Linked DNA regions of Columba livia: region 1 is linked to region 2. The links are chromatin contacts, called in public Hi-C maps. All regions are on one chromosome and are shown on one strand. The core of a region is the stretch at or near the end of the contact, and the rest is flanking DNA. Distances in the headings are between cores, read along the strand shown. Region 1 overlaps FBRSL1 (fibrosin like 1). Region 2 holds the start of CHFR (checkpoint with forkhead and ring finger domains).

The links. A called contact is a pair of places that touch in the nucleus more often than the background predicts.
Region 1: a contact with region 2 is called in a Hi-C map of crop, with 2.1 times the contacts expected there. The contact joins the enhancer-like site here to the promoter of CHFR in region 2. A contact is called at or near these places in 2 of 2 Hi-C or Micro-C datasets (crop and liver).

Annotation. Positions count from the first base shown.
Region 1 is chr17:419,032-424,399 of bColLiv1.pat.W.v2, reverse strand. The region is part of intron 5 of FBRSL1 (fibrosin like 1); the gene reads left to right. Among named protein-coding and RNA genes, the nearest start is that of CHFR, 140 kb to the right of the region's middle. Within about 2 kb of position 1,694, at least 2 of the 3 cell types and tissues checked have an H3K27ac peak away from gene starts, as active enhancers do.
Region 2 is chr17:281,854-287,925 of bColLiv1.pat.W.v2, reverse strand. It overlaps CHFR (checkpoint with forkhead and ring finger domains), which reads left to right and starts at 2,609. Exons shown (of 17, transcript XM_065033280.1): 1 at 2,609-2,750; 2 at 3,204-3,348; 3 at 5,214-5,313. The coding sequence starts at 3,216.

The DNA of each region.
Region 1 (5,368 bases), core at 445-2,944, 140 kb before region 2:
CTGTAGTGGGCCAGTAAAGAGGTACCTTGGGTCACGCTGTACGCTCTTGTAAATTTATCCCAAATTAACCCTGATTGGCATCCAGCTCCCCTGCTGTAAAGATACAGATGTGCGCACTCTCCAACATCTGCTGTTCCATGAGGAGCTGTGCCATAAATCCACGAGCGCCGGTGACCTGCAGGCCGGGCTGAGGGTCTGGGGCTGATCCGCTGCTGTGCTCGGCAGCCGGGAGAGCTCACCGCGACCGGCGCCCGCGCGTGCTGCTGGCGGACGGGCAGCTCCGTCCTTGCCTTTTCACATGAAAACCCTGTTGGCGTTGCAAGAGGGTGTTCTTCTCTCTGCGCAACGCCAAGGTACGGCCTCTGGTGTAAATCCTTCGTGTGGCTCCCCGTTTCCTGCAAGCAGTTTGAATATCCTCGCCCAACAGGTTTCTTTGGGGCTTGTATTAATTCAGCCGCATCTTTTAAAATGCAAACTTGGGCATGGCGGAGCGGGCTCTTTCGGCTGCCTTTACTTGCGGAGGAAAGCAGGGGAAAGAGATCAGTCAGAACAGCAGAGCGTCGCTGCAGTCCTGCAGCCAGCCCGGATGCAGAAAGAAAAACATACCCATCAATTTCTAAATGTCAGCAGGGATCCCCTGGAAATTATTTATTGCATCTGCTGTCGTATTTAATGATTTAACAATATACTAATAATCATAATATATTAACTTTGTGTAGTGATATACCAATCAATATAAAATGATGAACACATCTAGTGGGTTTAATAGTATACAGATGTTTACTGCCTTTCTCCCTGAAGATTTTCAGATAATGTCTCAAGGCCGGCCGAAAACCGCACGCGGGAGGTTCCCGTCCCCCCCCGGGAGGCAGTCGCGGTGCTGGGACACGTGCGAACGCCCCAGACGCAGCAGAGCGGCCGTTGCGGGGCGGGCGGTGCGAGCGCGGCGCCCTGGGGGCTGCGTGCAGGGCTGCGGCAGCCGGGGCAGGGGCTCGCCCGGCCCGTGAGCCGCGTCTGCTGCGGGCGCCGACCCGGCGTGTCAGGCAGCGTGGATCCTCGGCCCCTGTGGCCATTGATTAACCGTTTATTAAAGCACCTGTGAATCACTGCGATAGTAATTATATTTTAAATATACCATCTAAAAACTGTTTTGCAATGTGAAGGTTAATCATGATTAAACATTTCCTTTGCTTTCTCTTCGCCCTCTGCCTGGATCCAAATCTCCTGGGGGTCTGGATGCATCTTAGCGACACAAGGCTGCAACTGACAGGGAAATAGAGGGAAGGGAGCCCAACCTCAGCCCATCAAAAGGATGGGGTGGGGAAGGAAGCGTGCACACGCATGCACACATGCACACCATGCGTGCACACGCACACACACCCGTGTGTGCAGAGGGTGTTAACACACTCCATGGTCTTTCTGACCATGTGTGCGCACACAGACTGCATGCGGAGACCACACACCCCATGCACACACCACCACCGTGAGTGCACAGATACGGGCTGTGGCATGCACGCACACCCCACACACACACACACGTGCTGCACACACCATGTATGCACATTGTATGTACACCTCGGCCACACGCATCGATAGGCTGTGCATGCACACGCTGTGCACACACTGACTGTTCCTAGGGACACAGGTCACGCCGGGCCCGCACAGACACACGCACGGACACAGACACGGGCACATGCACGGACACATGCACGGACACAGACACGGACACACGCACGGACCCACGGACACATGCACGGACACACACACGGACACACGGACACACACACGGACACACACACGGACACACGCACGGACACACGCACGGACGCGCGCGCGCGCAGACCGCGCGCCCCCGCTCCGGGCCCGCCTGCACGCGCTGCCCCGGCGGCCGGTCCCGCGCGTGCCCCGCGGCGGGGCGGGGCAGGCGGGCGCGCGCCGCGGATCCGCGTCTCGTGGCTGGATTGGTCTCGCCTGGCGGCGGGCGGCGCGGGGCGGGCGCGCGGGGGCCGCGCGGAGCAGTCGCGCCGCGGAGCCGCGGGGAGCGGCAGCGCCGAGCGGAGCGGAGCGGAACGGGGAGCGGAGCGGAGCGGAGCGGCCTCGGCGCGGTGCCGGCTCTCCATGTTTGGGAATAATGGCTACCGAGGCGTGAACCACAAAAAGAAAGAGAGAAAGAAATCCGCCGCCGCGGGAACCCCCTGGATGGGGCCGGGCTGGGGCTGCCTGCGGCGCTGATCTTTCCCCGTTCTCTCGCTCGTCGGATGCCGGCCGGAGCCGCCTGGGTCGCTTTCTTTTTTGCTTTGTTGCCTTTTTTTGGTGTGCGTCTGTGGGCTTTTCGCCCCCTCGCGTGATTTTTCTCCCCGCCGTGGCCCCGCGGGTGATGGACCCGTAGTGCCGGCTGCGCGGCGGCTCCGGGGCTGAGCGGGCGGCGGGGACGCAGCTCGCCGGGCCGAGGCGGAGGGGGCGCAAACTTTGAGCCCCGGGTTCGGCCAGGGGAAAAAAAACAAAACAAAACCGAACAAAACACAAGGGAGGAAAAAAAAAAAGGAGAAGAGGCGCGCTGCCTGCACCCCCGAGAGAGCGAAGGAAGAGGAGCGAGCGGCGGCGACTGCGGCGGGAGGAGGCGGAGGCGCCGCGGCGGGGGCCGGCGGGACCCCCGGGGCACCTCCGGGCCGGGCGCCGCGTTGTGCCGCTGCCGGGGGGGCCCGAGCGGCTCCGCTCCGCGCCCGCGGGGGCCGCTCGGCCTCGCCTTGTGGATTATCCGGCGGGGGCCCGGTTCGCCGGCGGGGCTCGCCATGGTCTGCGCGCCGCACGGTAAGTAGCGGACCCCCCACCCGCGGCGGGGGCTTCTCTTCCCCTCCCCGACCCGTTTTTCAGCCGGGCTGCCGGAGCCGGGGAGTTCGGTGGCTTTGTGGTCAGACGGGAGAAGGAAAGACGGAAATCGCCGCGTTTTCCGCCCGGCGCGATGGTTGTGTGCGTGCGGTTTTTTTGTCTTTTTTGTGTGTGTGTCTGTCTCGGTGCAGTCGACGAGGTGGTTTGATTTTTCCGGCCGCGCCGTTTGCTCGCTGCCAGCCCCGCCTCCCCAGCCCCGTTCTCTTTTCGGCGGTGATTCGCGTCCCTTGTTCCGAAGAGGTGCTGAGGTACGGCGGAGAGACAGAAGCCGGCCCTTAGCATCCCCGCCCGCGAACCCAGGAGCTCCCCGTACGGGTTTAAGGAGAAGGGATTTTGAGCGGGGGAGACTGGGCGTGTTTAAATAAAATAATAGACGTAACAGCGAGGAGCTGCCGGGATGCGATGTGCTCCCCAAGCTGCCTTTTTTCCACCCGATTTCGCACGTTCCTCTAGTGCGACTGCATCCCTCTTGCCGCCCCCTCGCCCCTGCTTCCAGGAGGGGGTGCAAGGAAACGATGAACATTGAACCGCTGCCGCCCTGGGGCAGCAGGGCCCGAGCCGGGGCTCTGCCGGGGCGCTCGCTGCGGGACGGGGGCGAGATTTCTCTGGGATTGCTGGCGATAAAAGCGGTCACGAACTTAAAAATCTGTAGCCGGCGGTTAACCCCTTCGGTGCAGGCCAGAGCACTTCTAGTCACACAGAATAACGAGTCTTAAAAGGGTCTTCGTGGGTTTTTTTTCCCATGTGTGTTTTTGGCGTGAGAAATGACCCGCTGGGGTCCCGCCGGGCCGGCTGCCCGGGCCTGTGCGCGTCCCCGCGGCTGCTCTGCCCGGCCCGAGGGGAAATTAAACCTGGTGTGCTTAGCAGTGACGAAACTGGGGGGGAGCGAAGTAAAATTTCCAGGTCACTGGTTAACTAAGAATGGTTTGGAAGAAAGGCTCGAGAATAAGATGAGAACAGAACGAAGGAAAGAGGGACCTTTTCAAATGGCAAAGGCTTGTAGGTCTTTCTGATATTTAAACTGGTTTTTAGGCATGTAAAATCTTCTTGAAGTTGCACATTTTTCTCAGGAGGCTGCTTGCTAGCTCATCTTCTCAAGGCATGTCCTGGTTTTTGTAACATTACAGTATCTGAGGTCCTTTTAACCTAATTCTGTATCAAAGATAATTTCTTGTTATGTAAGTTACTGTTCTGAGTGATTGCTTTGGGTCGTGGAGATCGTCCTCAACCACTCTCCTCTGTGCCAGAAACTGCAATTATTTACTTTGTTATCAATTCTCAAAATCAAGCCTCGCTCACCTGGGAGAGGTTGCTGCGGTATTACAGCAAAGCAGAGCCTCCCCATTCATCTTCCTAAAGAGTTAAATCTCTGGTCATCCCTGATCAGAAGTTACTTCAGAGGTTTATGTTTATGGATAAATCCGATTTTCCCTGCATACAGACTTACAAGGACGAGCTGCTTGCTTGTACACAGCATTAACTTCGACAAGCAGCAGACTTCTAATGCTCTCTTCAGGAATGTTCTTTGCTGACAAGTCCCCTAAAGCCGCCCTGTGCTAAAGCCAAAAGGCAGCAGCTTCGGCTGCCTGATTAATCCTGTAAAACGAGCAGTGTTTTGTTTAGTTGGATGTTGAGTTTTCGCTAGTGCAGAGTGATTTTTTTAGGTTTACTTTGTTTCGAAGGTGGGTTATTCTGAGCGAAACCTTAAGCCCTGTTTATCAGCGAGGGGCAGCCTGTTCCCGCAGGCAGACGAGGGAGCGGAGCACGTCCCGGTGTTGCTGTGCCGGGCGTGCGGTGGCGCGTGGGACCCGCGGGCTGTGCCGGCCCAGCCGGACGGCGGCGGCGCTGGTGGCTCTGGGTGTTCAGCGTGAGAAAGGGATTGAGTATGCTTCGAATTCCAGCGGTGAGCTACAGCCGTGTAGCAGCAGTTGATGTTCGGTTTGCTTTGATTTCGCAAGAATGTCGCGATTTGAAGTTGATGTGTCAGTAAAGGGTGTAAACGTTGGTGTTTGCTGTTGTTGCTTTTTAAACTGAAAGCTGTTAAGATGTTTAATGGTGCCGTGTAGCCAAAAGCGCAGTAGAAGGACTGCACTCGTCACGGGGCCAGGCTGCTGTGCGGCGCTTCTGGAAAGCACAGATGTGTTTGTCGTTTTCTGCCGCAAATCTCCTCTTCTTTTCTCCCTTGACTTCAGCATCCTTGGGTTGAGTGACCCGCAATAGCTACGGGTTGTGGTGTCCGGATGTATTTGAATATGAAGCAATCTTTTAAAAGCCATTACAGACAATTCAGTCATGTAAAATTACTTGTATCATTGGAATAGGAAATGCAAGGTGGTTAATTTTAATGACTGTGAATTTACAGTATCTGAAGTCAGGCAGGTACAAGAATGTGTTGCTCTTCACGTAACAGCACGTTTGAGCAGAGGTTGGCGTTCTGCATCAGAAATGGAAATTTTAGCGTTTCTTGAAGTCTTTTATC
Region 2 (6,072 bases), core at 1,360-3,859:
CTGTCCATCCTGCCCAGCTCAGGAGGGTAACAAATACAAAACGGGCCTGTTGAGGGATGGCTTACTTGGAATGTCATATAAATCCACGATGAGCAGGGAGGGAAGTGTTGTCAGTGTACACTGACAGCAGTTATAGCAGTTCTAGTGTTCAACTGTACACAGCAACAGATCAGTACATCTCTAATTATTATTTGTCTAGCTGGCTAAGCAGCACAGCATTTAGAACCTAATTTGTTGTATAATTTAGTTTTAATTGAGTCTCCTATCCACACAGGACTCGTTAAGCTAGCTGTGTGTTTCACTTGCTGTCTTTTTACATGGATACTCCGGGAGAGCTGCAAGAGCCGAACCAATCATTTGCTTGCACTCTGCTATCGCCAAGGTGCACTAATTCCTTGGTGTGATTGCAGAAGGGTCTCTCGACAGGAATATTTGGAAAATATGTTTCCTCAATGCCACAATAAAACAAAACAACTTCCTCCCTCGGCCAATGCTATAGTTTACACAAAAGATTTGGCTGTTGGGCTTTCAGTTGCATGTCCCATGTGCTGGCATCTTCCTCTGCCACTCAGAGATAACAATTATTAGTCACCATGAGCAGTAACAAAAATGATGCACTGTGATAACTCTTTTGAGTGGTTCTAACTTCCACTGGTGTGCCTCTCCTCGAAAATGTAAAAGGTACTAGTCGTCAGTGAGGCCCGAGTCGAAAATAAGCAGGGTATTTTATAGATGAATCATTTTGGAGGAATTCAGACAGTCAGGCCTCAAAGAAATATATATTTTTTAGTATTATTACTAAGGGAAGTGTTATGGACTAAGGTAAATAATGCAAAGCTCTTAAGTACTTTCCTTCATTTTGACTTACAAACGTGCTTACATTTCCTCCTCAACTGGGGCCCATGCGACTGAGAACTGTGAAAGCAATACTGTCCATTAGGTATCAGCTAAAAGTGCAGATCCAAAACACTTTTGTATTTGAACAGTTTTGCATGTATCAGTAGCCCATGCAGCTCTCTTGCACAGGTTGGTATCACTGTGAGATTCCCGTGGCCAAGGGAATCTACAGGGTTTCCAGGAAGGGTTAAGACAAAAGCAAAATCTGAGAGCCCGAGCCTGTGAACCAAGTAGGAGCATCAAAGCCAAGAACTGCAAATGGTTTTGTTTTCAGTGTTTTGTTCCTGTTTTTATGCCTTGTGACTTAATCCAAACTTCAAAATAATTTGAGTGAAAAAGAAATACAAGTTCACTGTCTCTGTACACATTACACAACTAACTTAACAAGCTAATCAGCAACCAGCAGGGAGATCCAGGAGAGCTCAGCTTCTTCCTGATTCGTTTTGATGAAAATAAAACTGTTTGACTTCTTCAAATGAATATGATAAAGGAATTATCAACTAGATGGTTGCTACTGATATTGTGCACAAGGACAACAATTTGTTTGCCTAACAAGCCACTCTATATGGAATGGTAATTGGTAATCTTTTTAGATTATGGTACAAGTGGTAAAAATGTCCCAGCAGATCAACAAATGGGTAGGAAGTGATAATGCTTCATGCGAGGGGGAAAGGACCACCAAATTTCAGGTGTTGATGTTACGGATAGCCTTTGGGGGGTCGGACATGTTAGCCGATTTGGGTGTGGTTGTGGAATCCTCCAAAGGTCAGATTAAGGAAGGAAAGACTGATGTCTTTCAGCAGACCAAGAGGAAGCAGCTGCAACCATTTGGACACATCTGGCAGGGAAAGGTGGCTGCCAGGCGAACTGGCCGCCTGGGGTGACCCGGCTGCGGGGTGAAGGCAGCAGGGAGCGCGGGATGGGGAGAGATGGTGCCGCTCGGCGGGACTTCAGATCGGCCTGAGGTTCTGGCCAGTTTAGCTCTGTGAGGCGGCGCCCAGGGAGGCCAGGACGACGGAGCGGGGATGCGATGGCTCCTCAGCGGCCAGGGCTGCGGGGGGCACAGGCCCTGCGGACCCCGCCAGCACAGGGGGAACTGAGGAGACCTTTTCACTTACTGTTTGGGGATATTTGACGTCAGTTTGGGTCTTTTTTTAGCTAGTTTCCAACGACTGTAGAAGAGGGCACTGCAATTAGGTGGTTGTTGGAGTAACAAAGAGCAAAGTGACAATTCTTAAGGTACAGTAAGCTCTGTTGCCCACTCTCGTCCCCAGTAACTGAAGGTTTTGCTTTGTAAGAAACTCCTCTGATTACATGTGGGGCTGCCCCTTCAGGGCACGAACCCACGTGAACGGGCATTGATCTTGCCTCGGTGTGAACTTTCTTTCTCAAGCATGTCCCTGGAATAACAAGTATGCTTTTATGTAACCGCTGCTGGCAAACTAATAACTCTTCAACATCGAAGAGTTAAACAACAATTATTTTTTACCCTAAGTGACAAAAGAGCTCCGCCGGCACACACAACTGCTGTGAGGCGCTCCATCCGCCCGCAACAAACATGGCGGCGAGCGCCTTGTCCAGCTTCCGAGCCAGCCCACACCCAAGATGTCCGCTGAGGAATCTCCTGTGCCCAAACCTCGCTACCGCCCTGTGTACAGCGGTACGCCTCGGCCTCCCCGGAAAATGCGACGCTCTAGCTCCCATGCCTCGATGGTGGGCACCGGAAGGTCCGCCTCTCCCCCTAGTGCGTTATCTATGGCCGCCTCCAATGGCAGGCCTGGCCCTGCCCAGTCCGGATCAGCTGATGGTGGCAATGCCTGGTGACAGGAGCCGCCTCGGCCGCGGGACGGGGTGTAAGGGCCGGCGCCGAGGGGAGGGGGCGGGCGTAGGCGGCTGCAGGCGGCCGGGGAGGGGATGTGGGGGGCGCGGCGTCCCCTGCCCTTCCCTCGCCGCTCCTCTCCGCCGGGGGAGCGGGGCCCGCTGGGGGCGGAAAGTTGGGGAGAGAAGTAAGCGGAGGGCCGGAGGGAGCCCGCCCCAGCCCGCTGCCCCTCGGGCGTGGAGCGGCCGGGTGGGCTGGAGCCGAAGGGAAGCGGGAGGGCTGGCTGCGGGGGGGCGGGTGGCCTAGGGGGAGGGCTTTCCAACGCCACACAAAAGGAAGCGGGCAGGGCAGGAGCCGGGAGAGCCTCTGGGGGTGTGAGGGGCTGCGGGGCCCGGCTCCGGGGAGGCGGCTGCCGGCCCAGAGCGAGCCCTCTCCCCGGGTGCTGTGCGATGCTGGGGTTTGGGTTCGCTTTGTTTGTTTTTGTCAGATGTGAATCCAGATGGAGCGCTCGGAAGGAGGCGAACAGAGCCAGCAGCAGCAGCCCTGGGGGAGGCTCGTTCGGCTGGGTGCTGAGCAGGCAGAGCCGCACGTCTTGCTGCTGAAAAGAGAATGGACGATTGGTCGGAGGAAAGGTGGGAGAGGGGCGCGCTGCGCTGGCCTAGGGCGGTGTTTGGGGGACAGCGGCGGTTCCCCTCCTGGCCTTTAAAGCGCTAGAAGGTGGATGAAGTTGGGTGTTGTGCTTCCAGCTGTTGGAGGTGTTTGCCAGATTGCTAATTTACCTCTTGACTCTGTGTGAAGAGGAAGTTTTAGACAGACCTTTTCTTACCAGCTTGTTACATGTGCCTTTTTAAAAGTCAATATGGCTTTTGGGTTCTCTGTGGCAGTTTACACAAATAAGAAAAAAAAAGATTGTTCGCTCACAAGCGTTTCTGTTTATTAGTCCTGTTTATGTTCTCGTTTAGTTTCTGTGGTTAACATAAGTTGGAACTGCCATGCAAAATACTTGTGCGTCACGGAAAACACCCACATAAAAGCCCTTAATTTTTCTGGTGGTATAAAGATTGCTAACAAGTACCAAAAGTTTTTCTGGGATTTGAAAGCTTAATTCTCAGAGACTAGGGCTATCGCTACTTGCTTTTATTTTAAAGGGTTTCATGCTTACTGTATTTTAAATGATTGTCTTAGTGGGTTGCTCTTTTTTTTTCATTCTGCCCTGGCAGCACCGGTTTTCTGTTTCCTGTTGATCAGTTCAAGCTGTTTGATTGAGCAGTCACATTTTGTAAACAGTCTTGAACAAACACCAGATGCTATAGCTCCATGAGAAATTCACATAATGTATTGTAAGAAAAATATTTTGCTTATTGGCATTTGGTAATATACATTTAGATTGCTTAACATTGTCTAAGCTGTGGATAGATTCTGTAAATTGAGGTCTAGTTGAGGGTTGTCTTGCAGAAAAAGATTTTTTTGCAGGTTCTATTGCTTTCGTAACTGTTTGCTAATGGATTAATAAAATAAGTGGTTACAAGTATACCAAGCTTTGGGTCACAAGTATTACTTAGCAAATCTTCAGGAGCATTAGAAATGCACCTTGTCGTTCACGCTCCCATATGAACGTCCAGCTCTGTAGAATACAATGGAAGTGTTGGCAGGCTCCTGAATAAAGTGTAGTCGACTCGCTTTCAGGGGGTTCCTGGCGTCACAAGCTGTGTGGCGGCGGTGAGCGCTGTGGCTGTTGATTGTTCCTTGAATATGAGGAGCAGACTGGTGACAAACAGTCACCAGCATATGCAGTGGTGGTGACTTTCCTTCTGGGCGCGTTGTTCTTGCAGGCTGTGATACAGCGCACAGACAGTGTGAATAGGTGGAAGTCAATCATGTTTGTTGATTATAACTTTTGTGTAAGCAAATACTTTGAGTTATTTGTTAGTGTAATAGCACTGTCAACAGAGATAAGGAAAAATTTCCTATTTAAAAACAAACAAAAGGAAAAGACTTTAACATAAAACAGTGATACTCATATTTATCAGCCTTTCATTCTTACTACTTTGCCCCAATACACTGGGATGAGGCAGAAATTAAATCCCATGAAGCAGTGTTACAATGATGTGGAAAAAGAGCTGGGTGCCGTGTGATGAATGCCTCTAGAGTTTGGATTGACCACTTCAAATATGTGTGAATTTATCTCTGTACCACTCTAGAACAGGGTAATTATAATTTGGTTTCTATCTGCAAGGGCTAGGATTGCGGGGAAAAAAGGGATGTAAAACATCTTGAAATGGTTGAAATCAGATTATATCAGCACATGGGGCTATGGCACTGCTTGTATTTCTGTATCACATACTAGACTGTGGTGCTGCTTGTGTGCCAGTAGAAGTTTGAACTATTGCAGATGTATGTGAGTCAGTTTGTTGTGCATTTATAGCCATGTAGAATGCTGATCTGTCTGTGTAATGTGTATTTTTAAGCATGCTGGAAAATATGCTTTCTTTTTAAGGTTGTGACTTATCTTTCCCTGGCAACAAGTTGGTGTCTGGAGATCACTGTAAAATCATAGTGGATGAAGAATCTGGCCAGGTGTCACTGGAAGATACAAGGTTGGTTCTTCGGTGGACTTGTACTCTTCTTTGTAGTTTGTGAAGTAAAAGCTTGTGTGTTGCTCAAGGCATCAGTAGTCAATCCTTCTCTTTTTTTTTTTTTTTTTCTTTCCTCCCTCTATTTTTATGTCTCCATGTGGGTTTTTTTTTGTCTCTTTCTAAATATTTTTTCTCTATGAAGGATTTCATAGTTTATTGGATGAAAAATACTGTTGATCTAATAGTTCTTTAGACTTGCGAAAAAAGTGATGCCAGCATTCTAAAAGCTCTAAGCATGAGTGTGGCTTATTTCAGGCACTTGTGTGGGGAAGGAAAATACCTGCAGTGATGATCTCAAAGCATGAAAGAGTTGTTGAGTAACAATTTGTACTTGTCATATATCTTTCTGGTATTGGAAATGTGAGTAGTCTGTATGCCATAGGTACTGCAGTGGTCTGGCAGCTGTGGTGGGCATGTCACGTGGAGATTAGAGTCTGTTCAGTCTAATTTAACCATAGAAGATGTTTGCTAGATTTCTACTGTTGATATTTCGGTTTTGTTTTCTTTTGTTTAACCAGAATGATGGTTTTCTTTTCTGGGTATTTCTGTTTTAAGTTAGGGGTATGAGAACTAAGGTCCTTCATGTAGAAAAATTTAAGCACATACCTCACTGGAACTATTGTTAAAAAGCCAAACTAATTTAGTGGAATTGGTTTTAGTGTATGAAGTTAGTTACGTGGTTGTTCACATATTGAAAGCCAGTCAACTTCCTGTGCTGGT